Regions from separate parts of the Ovis aries genome. Here regions 1 and 3 are each linked to region 2. A link is a contact called in public Hi-C data. All regions are on one chromosome and are shown on one strand. Each heading gives the region's core, a stretch centred on a gene start, on an enhancer-like site or on the middle of the called end of the contact. The rest is flanking DNA. Distances are from core to core; before and after follow the strand shown. Region 1 holds the start of MAPKAPK3 (MAPK activated protein kinase 3). Region 2 holds the start of MANF (mesencephalic astrocyte derived neurotrophic factor). Region 3 holds the start of C19H3orf18 (chromosome 19 C3orf18 homolog).

Region 1 (2,700 bases), core at 186-2,685, 340 kb before region 2:
CCGTCTAGTCAAGGCTATGGTTTTCCAGTGGTCATGTATGGATGTGAGAGTTGGACTGTGAAGAAGGCTGAGCGCTGAAGAATTGATGCTTTTGAACTGTGGTGCTGGAGAAGACTCCTGAGAGTCCCTTGGACTGCAAGGAGATCCAACCAGTCCATTCTGAAGGAGATCAGTCCTGGGATTTCTTTGGAAGGAATGATGCTAAAGCTGAAACTCCAGTACGTTGGCCACCTCATGCAAAGAGTTGACTCATTGGAAAAGACTTTGATGCTGGGAGGAATTGGGGGCAGGAGGAGAAGGGGACGACCGAGGATGAGATGGCTGGATGGCATCACTGACTTGATGGATGTGAATCTGAGTGAACTCTGGGAGTTGGTGATGGACAGGGAGGCCTGGCATGCTGCGATTCATGGGGTTGCAAAGAGTCGGACACGACTGAGCGACTGAACTGAACTGAACTGAACTGAACAGTCTGTGTTGGGAAAACTAGTTCAAAATATGTAAGATAATCTAAGATGGGGGCTTCCCCGGTGGCTTCCCCAGTGGCTTGGACAGTAAGGAATCCACCTGCATTGCAGGAGACCTGGGTTCGATCCCTGGGCTGGGAAGATCCCCTGGAGGAGGGCATGGCAACCCACTCCAGTATTCTTGCCTGGAGAATCCACATGGACAGAGGAGCCTGGCAGGCTGCAGTTCATGGGGTCTCAAAGAGTTGGACACGATTGAGCAACTAAGCACACAATCTAAGGTGGGCTCACAGTATAAGGGAAAACCTTTTAGCTAATAAAGAATATCTGGCACTAGGGTGGAAGGAGGAGATTTCTTAAACATGACACCAAAAGCTCAAGTCATAAGGTGAAAAGTTGATGGATATGACCAAATAGGAATTTAGGATTTCTAGTCTTAGGATGCTGTTTTCCAAGAACAAGAGATGCACAGAAGTGGAGAGATGCCAGTGCTAGAAAGATCCCAAGAGCAACCAGGAACCAGAGAGATGCGAATCTCAACAAAATTCCATTTCATTCTCCCTGTTGACAAACATTAAGACTTTATTTGGAAACCTTACACATTGTACCGGAGGGCCTTTTGGGATCTTCCAGAGAAAACACCCGATTCCAGGGGCTACCTGGGGCTCCAAGAGAAGATTTTCTGTGCTGCCACTTCCTTGATGGCTTGTACAATTGGCTGGCTGCTCGCACAGCCCACCCTGGAGCCGGCTGCTCTAGCGCTGGGTTTCCCCAGAGGCGGGCGGAGCCTGGGAGGTTTCCGCCCCCTTCTGGAAGCCACGCCCCCTATTTCTGCTGCCGCTCTAGGCGGGTCCGGCCCCGCCCCGTCCTGCCTGGGCCAGCCTGGCCCTTTAAGACTGACCCAGCCCGGCTTGTAGTCGGGGACGCGCGGGGGGAGGGGAGCGGTCACGTGGGTAGGCGGCGGCGCGACTCTCGGCTCTGCGCGCTCAGGGCCGCGGCCTCTGGCGACCCCTGTCCCTGCCCCTTACCGGCAACCACAGCCCCGTGAGCTGCCGTCAGGTCCGCCCTCGTCAGGTACGCCCTCACAGGGCTCCCCCCCACCTCCCAATCCCGGGACCTCGTGGCGCTTTCCCCTCTTGACTGGTGGCCGGGGCAGGACTCGCCTGGTGCCCCGCTTGCGTGACCACCGCCCCCTGCCGCGGGTCCGTCCTCTCCAGCAACTCGTTGCTCATTCCCAGCCCTGTCCCCGGCCCGAAGCCCGGTCCGGCTTAGGGCGTCCATGGCTGGAGTGTACTGAAGGAGTCTGAGCGGAACTCACTCTTCGTCTCTTTCCCAGGTGGCCCCGGACGCGCCAGGCTGGGGCCGCCTCTGAGCGCCCCGCGGGGCCATGGACGTGGAGACAGCAGAGGAGCAGGGGGGCCCTGCGCCCCCGTCAGGTGCACCCTGCGGACCTTGTTGCGCCGGCGCTCCCGCCCTCGGGGGGCGGCGGGAGCCCAAGAAGTACGCAGTGACCGATGACTACCAGTTGTCCAAGCAGGTGCTGGGCTTGGGTGTGAACGGCAAGGTGCTGGAGTGCTTCCACCGGCGCACTGGGCAGAAGTGTGCCCTGAAGGTCAGTGGCCCCGCGCTCCCGCATGGGCGGGGGCCCAACAGCAGCGACCTGTGGATGCGGGCTATGCCTAGGGCCTCTGTTAAGCTTCTTAGGCTAAGCATTACCGTTTCCTCCTCTTACTTGTGTGTAAAGTTGGGCTTCTGGTCCCTCTTGCTTCACAGATGGGGAAACTGAAGCTTAGTTTAGCTAAGCTCAGAATGTCCCAGGGAGCAAGGAGTGTAGTCAGCTGTGGGTATAGCCTGCTGTACCCGGAAGCAAGGAGGGAGTAACTCCTGACTCTGGGTTTCTGGCTGGGCCTGTGAGTTTGGGCCTGAGGGGGACCTGCATTCAGCTTGGCTGCTTCTTCTATGAGAAACTCTTCTGACTGGAATGGGTTTCACTTACTTTCTGCCTGAGGCTGAGTCCCCACAAAAGCTTGGGGTGGGGCTCTCCTGAGGTCCCTGCCTGCCTAGGCTGGAGTGGTGACAGTCTCCCAGGGCTGACTGGTGGGCAAGCCTGACACCCATTGCCCCTGTGGGCAGGAAGCTACTCATGGGCTCCAGATGAGTCAACCAGACCCATGTTGAAAGGGGCAGGCCCTGTCTCCGACCTGATCCACCCTGTTTCCTGGGCAGAGGGCGG
Region 2 (2,700 bases), core at 127-2,626:
ATGTATAGAGTGTGCTGTCCAATTGGTATTCAGCCCTATAAATGTGTTTTTAACCTCTGGCATTCTGTGCTTATTTAAAATAAGAAAACTTCTAACCATTTCTTTTGTGTATTTATGTTTAAAATAAGAAGTGACTTAATGGTCTTACCTGTATCAGAAAGCAAAGTTAAAAGAAAAAAAAAATTTGTACTAGTGTCCCAAAAAAGTATTTTACTGTATATATTGTGGTAGCATGTTCTCAATCCAGCAAGTAATGTGAATTTTAGATGTAAATATCTGCCACTTGACTTCCCCCCTTTCCCCACTCCCTTGACTGCTGTTATGTGAATTAAAGATGAATACCTGATACTGACCCACTGAATTCACTGAATGGGAGCAGCCGCCAAGTGCCCGCCTCCAACCCTTGTCGCTGGGCTCCAAGCCCTTTTAGCCCCATAAAAATCTCTTTTCCGTCCTGAGCACAGAGCCAACCTTTTCCACGTCCGGCCTTCAAGCACAGGGAGCCAAGACTTGCACCGGAAAGGAGGGCAGCCGAGGGCGCAGAGCGCTCAGCTAGAAAGCAAGAGAGAAAACCAGCCACCTCGGCCAGGCTCCCGAGGCTTGTGAGTAAAAGGGGGAAGAAGAGGTCTTCCTGGCGTGGGGGACAAACCTCTGAAGCCGCCAATCTCCCCAGTAAAGCGGGATGGTTCCGAACTCAAAGCCAGGCAACCAATCCTGGCCCGGGCGCCCCTCTGAGCTCTGGGAAGGCAGCCTGGAGGGGGAGCCCCTCTTACCCGACATCTGTCCGCCCCGACTGGGTCCTCCTGTCTACCTGTCGGGGCAATCTGGACTCTTCCTCACCGGTTCCCCAAAGGCTGGTTCCCCAGCCCACCTGGTCCCTTAAGAAAAAAGAAAGAAACCTCTTTGCCTGTTGGGTTGCGGCTGACCACAGAGCCCCTGACCTGCACCACGAGTCGGGACCACAGCGGGGAAGTCCGTGGGGTTCTTCGGGAAGACCTGGGGCCCAGAACAGAGTACACAGAGCAACTGAGCAGGCGCGAGACAGCGGCCGAATTCCACTCCAGCCTGATGGAGCTCCTCCTCGGCCTCAGCCCCTGCCCCTACCAAAGATGGCGACAGAGCTGCTTCCGCCGCCTCTGCGGCCTCTTCCTGCGAGCAGCCCCGGTTCAATCAGCGGTCGACAACTGTCTAGGGCGGAGGGCGGGCGATCCCATCAGCCAATGAGGAAGGGTAGCGTGGAGCCGCTCTTCTGGGCTCCGAGGAGCGTGGACCAATGGGGGAACGGTGTGTGGGAGAGCGTGGGGGGCGCCAGCCAATAGGGAGCCACGGCGCGCGGCCGGGACCTGGGGGCTGCGCCGCACGGCGGGCGCGGTTCAGTCCGGCGAAGGCGGCAGAGGCGGCGGGTTGTGGAGGATGTGGGCCACCCACGGGCTGGCCGTGGCGCTGGCTCTGAGCGTGCTGCCGGCCAGCCGGGCGCTGCGACCGGGTGACTGCGAAGGTAAGGCGGAGTTGGTGGTCCGAGCGCTGTGGCCGGCCTGGCGGCGGTGCTGAACTCATCCAAACCACCGAAAGGCTGAGAGGCCGGGGCTAATGCGGGCGGGGGCGGCCGGCCCCAGTGGGGTCTGCCAGAGGAGGGACCAACGCCGGGTCCAGAAAACATTTTCTAGGCCTAAAAAACATTGGTCTGACGAGGAAGTTAGGACTAGATCGTACAGTTTGGCCTGAAACTGAGATAACGCCGGAATTTTGGTCCTTTACCATCACTGGGCAGAAGCTCCTGGGAGCGGTTCTGGCTAAGGTGGGGAATCCTTGAGGGCCGCCCGTGGGCACCGCGCCTGGTGTGATATGATAGGGTTGCAAAGATTCACGTTGGGGTTCGGTGTTGCGTTTGGAAATGAATAGCGTTTGCATCGTTTTTTTCTCTTCGGCCTCTCGTTTGTCCATTTATGAGGTCACAGTGAGCCTATCTCAAGGACACGTGTTCAATCTGAGTTTAAACTTTATGGAAATAGCAGGGAGGAGCTGTTTGTGGGTCATTAGGTGATGCTCGTTTCCCGCATCCCCTGGATGTACTCGGGGACCCAGCAACCCGGAGCACGGTTCTGTCTACCTGTGGGCACCCGAGAAAATCCGGTGGTAGAAAAACTCACCTTTTCTCCGTGTCTCCTATTAAGATTGCTGCTGGAGTTCCCGCCTGGTGAATTGGCCTGCAACTTGGTGATGACTGGAGCATCTTCCTTGTCTTTTTCAGTTTGTATTTCTTATCTGGGAAGGTTTTACCAGGACCTCAAAGACAGAGATGTCACATTCTCTCCAGCCTCTATTGAAAAAGAACTTATAAAGTTCTGCCGTGAAGCAAGAGGCAAAGAGAATCGGTTGGTAAGTAGCTGTTTAGCCCTCTCCAGGCTGTTCCTGGCCAGCGTTTTAAGAATCCACTTCCCAGGCCTGGAGGTACAAGACCCCGCCCACTTGTCTATGGAGGAGGCCAGCTGTTCTGTCAGTGAACTAATGTGGGTCTGAAGTGCTTTCTGTATTCGGCTGTTGGGATGTTATCCTTAGTGTTGATTAAGCACCTACTGTGTGCTGGACATCGGAAATATCAGGGGAGAGCAGTGACAGGCAAATGATGGCAGTGGGATGCAAGTTGTGCAGAAAATGGACCAGGAGGGTATGGTAGAGAGGGTGGGCACTAACTTAGAC
Region 3 (2,706 bases), core at 105-2,604, 400 kb before region 2:
GAATGAAGTAGTCCCTAGAAATGACTTAGCTCAGACAACCCTTATCCACAGTAAGCACCCAGTAAGTGTAAGCTCTTCTCACTCTGGTCACTCCATTTGGGAAAGGGGGGCCACAGAAGCCCCTGCACCCACTTTGCTGTGTGTCGTCCAGCCCGTGCTTGGAAGGAGGGCAGGGACAGGTGTGGCAAGGCCAGAAGACAAGAAGGAGAGAAAGGAGTAATTCAGGGCCTCTGATGGGCTTTCTCTGTAGGCTCTTGGGTCCCTGGACCCCTACAGGGGAGCCAGAGGCTGCCAGGGACCAGGAGACAGTCAAGGAGAGTGAATCTTCAGAGGTAAGAATGGAGCTCCCACTCTGAGATGACTTCTCCTACCCTTCCCTCTTCCCTTGGGAGCAGAGGGTGGGCGATATGCCCAGTCCAGGCTGTGACTTTGGCCTTCCCAGGCCAAAAGGCCCTGGATAAGACGGAGTGGGAAGAAGTCCCAGCCAAACTGCAGAAAGGCAGGCCTAGGGAGAGGAGGAATGCACAGATCATGGCTGCATACACACGCTGTGTGCCAGCTCATGGGTATATGTGGGATGCCTCCCATATGGGTGCATGGGTGTGTGTGAGGTGGGCACACACACCCAGGATGGCCCCTTAGGAAGGGGCAAGGCTGGCACAGAAACACAGGATGGGAGAGGCTCATCGCCGCTCTCTGTCCTCTGCCTCTAGGTAGGCTGGGCTTGTCAGGAGTCCCAGGTTCTTTCTTGGTTCTGCCACTGACTCCGAGATGTGACCTTGGGCCAGACCCTTAACACTTGCTCTGGGGCTCTGTTTATTTTTCCTTCCAAAGGAGGGAAAGGGCCCTGCTCATCACTGTTCAGGACTGTCTCACGTTCCAAAGGGCAAGAGAAGGAATGGGGAGGAAAAGGGTTGGGCGCTACGACCTCCGAGAACCCACATACCGTTCTCCACCAGGTTCATCATTCCTCGCTACTCCAATCCCCATCCCCACCTTCGTCCCTCTGATTCCTCCATTCTTGCACAGAAGCGGCGACCTCAGCACTTACTTAATCCTCTCTGGGACGCCGAGCTCAGCCGGAGAGGTTAGGGGTGGTGGCGACCGGCAGGAGGCGGGGGCAAGGTTAGGGGGAAGACCCCCCAGGTCCTAGGGTAGGGGGCGGCGAGTCCGACCCGACGTCCGCCCTCCCTGGGTGGACCTCCTGGGCTGTGCCTGTGACGTCGCACCGCCCACAGCAGAGCGCTAGCTCTGCCAGCCTGGACAGGGACAGGCCGGGCCGGGACCCACCGCGGGGGTGGGGCTGAGGCCAGCAGCCTAGCGTCTCCGCGATGCTCCAGCTATTCTCCTCCCTGCCAGCCCCGCGCCCCCGGCCCCGGATTGGCTGTCAGGCCCAGAGCCGGCTCTGCATTGGTCCGCTGGCCTGCCGCTCAGATCTGGCTCTGCCCCCAGCGAGAGCGGGAGCCGGGTCGCAGTTCTTGCAGACCACTGCTCATTCTCCCTGGCCCATGTAGAATCGCGCGGGGGACTGTGGGCGGCCAGGCCTTTCTTAAGGACAGAACTCTGGCCACCGGCTAGCCCAGGCTTCACCTCCACCCGGACAGACTCGCGCTCCCCAAATGCAGGTGGGCGCAGGTTTGGGGAGAGCACCAAACTAGGAGTCCTTGAGCCAGCGTTGAACTCTGGCTGGACGCTCTACTAGCTTGGTGAAATAGAGCAAGATGCTTCTCCTCCCTGGCTCTCAGCTTCTTGCTCAGATGGGCTCTGGTGTGAGGGCTATTGGCAAACGGTACCCACCTCTGGCTAGAAATGAGGCATCTTTCAGAGAAATAGGGAGATGGGATGGTATTATTATTGGAGAGGAATTACTGGGCACCTGGACCCAGGAAAACCTATATATACCCCTCCATCCAGAGTGCGATCACCTCTACAATGAGGAGCTTTCAGATACCTTCTAATTCTCAGGTTTTCATAGGAACTTATGGGGATCGCTTTTTAATAGCTTGTTACAGATACAGATCCCCGGGTCTGGGACGGAGCCTCGGAAACTGTATGTTTAACAGTAGTTTAGTCAACAGTGATCTAGTTAACAATAGACTCGAGGGCAGAGGGGAGTGGCATTGGCAGGCCACACTTGAGAGACCCTGCCATGAATTTTATAAGAGGAACTGAGGCACACAGAGAGGACCTGGACAAAGCCCCCCCCGATGAGTAAGGATTCAAACCCTGGTCTACTAATACTTCCAATTTAGAGCTGCCTGCTCCAAACCCTAAAACGGGGTTAGAGGGTCAAGAGCGGCCCTGGGGTCCAGTCGCCACCTGGTCCTGGACACTGGTCCTGTCCAGGTCCTGAACACTGGATGCCACTCCTCAAGTTAGTGCCCGCCCCCAACACTGGGCTACACCCACGTGCCGCTCTACCCGTACAAGGTCTGTGTTAGGCCACGCCCCTGCGCATAGCGCCGGATCCCTTGAACTCCTGGCCAGCTGATGACACGCCTCCGTTCGGGCGGCCTACACAACTCCGGAGTCGGTACCAGACACCGCAGGCTAAAGCCGTATTCCTGCTGTGACCTTCAGGAAGACTGGGGAGCAACCTTAACACAACGCCACCCTTTCCTACCGTGCGCCTGCGGAAATAGTGTGCAAAGCGTTCATACCCACCCCGCCGCCCCTGGCCCGCAGGGGCGTCCGAGGTGCAACCCA

Evidence for each region. Hi-C and Micro-C count contacts between places; a contact is called where the count stands out from the background.
Region 1: a Hi-C map of liver shows a contact between it and region 2, with 8 times the contacts expected there. The contact joins the promoter of MAPKAPK3 here to the promoter of MANF in region 2. A contact is called at or near these places in 11 of 16 Hi-C or Micro-C datasets (blood, hypothalamus, liver and 5 more).
Region 3: a Hi-C map of liver shows a contact between it and region 2, with 4 times the contacts expected there. The contact joins the promoter of C19H3orf18 here to the promoter of MANF in region 2. A contact is called at or near these places in 8 of 16 Hi-C or Micro-C datasets (blood, hypothalamus, liver and 3 more).

Annotation. Positions count from the first base shown.
Region 1 is chr19:49,788,228-49,790,927 of ARS-UI_Ramb_v3.0, reverse strand. It overlaps MAPKAPK3 (MAPK activated protein kinase 3), which reads left to right and starts at 1,435. Exons shown (of 11, transcript XM_015102404.3): 1 at 1,435-1,541; 2 at 1,804-2,079. The coding sequence starts at 1,855.
Region 2 is chr19:49,443,274-49,445,973 of ARS-UI_Ramb_v3.0, reverse strand. MANF (mesencephalic astrocyte derived neurotrophic factor) reads left to right here and starts at 1,376. Exons shown (of 4, transcript XM_042236163.1): 1 at 1,376-1,498; 2 at 2,175-2,379. The coding sequence starts at 2,221. It overlaps DOCK3 (dedicator of cytokinesis 3), which reads left to right. Exons shown (of 53, transcript XM_042236155.2): 53 at 1-346.
Region 3 is chr19:49,843,877-49,846,582 of ARS-UI_Ramb_v3.0, reverse strand. C19H3orf18 (chromosome 19 C3orf18 homolog) reads right to left here and starts at 1,354. Exons shown (of 5, transcript XM_004018435.6): 1 at 1,052-1,354.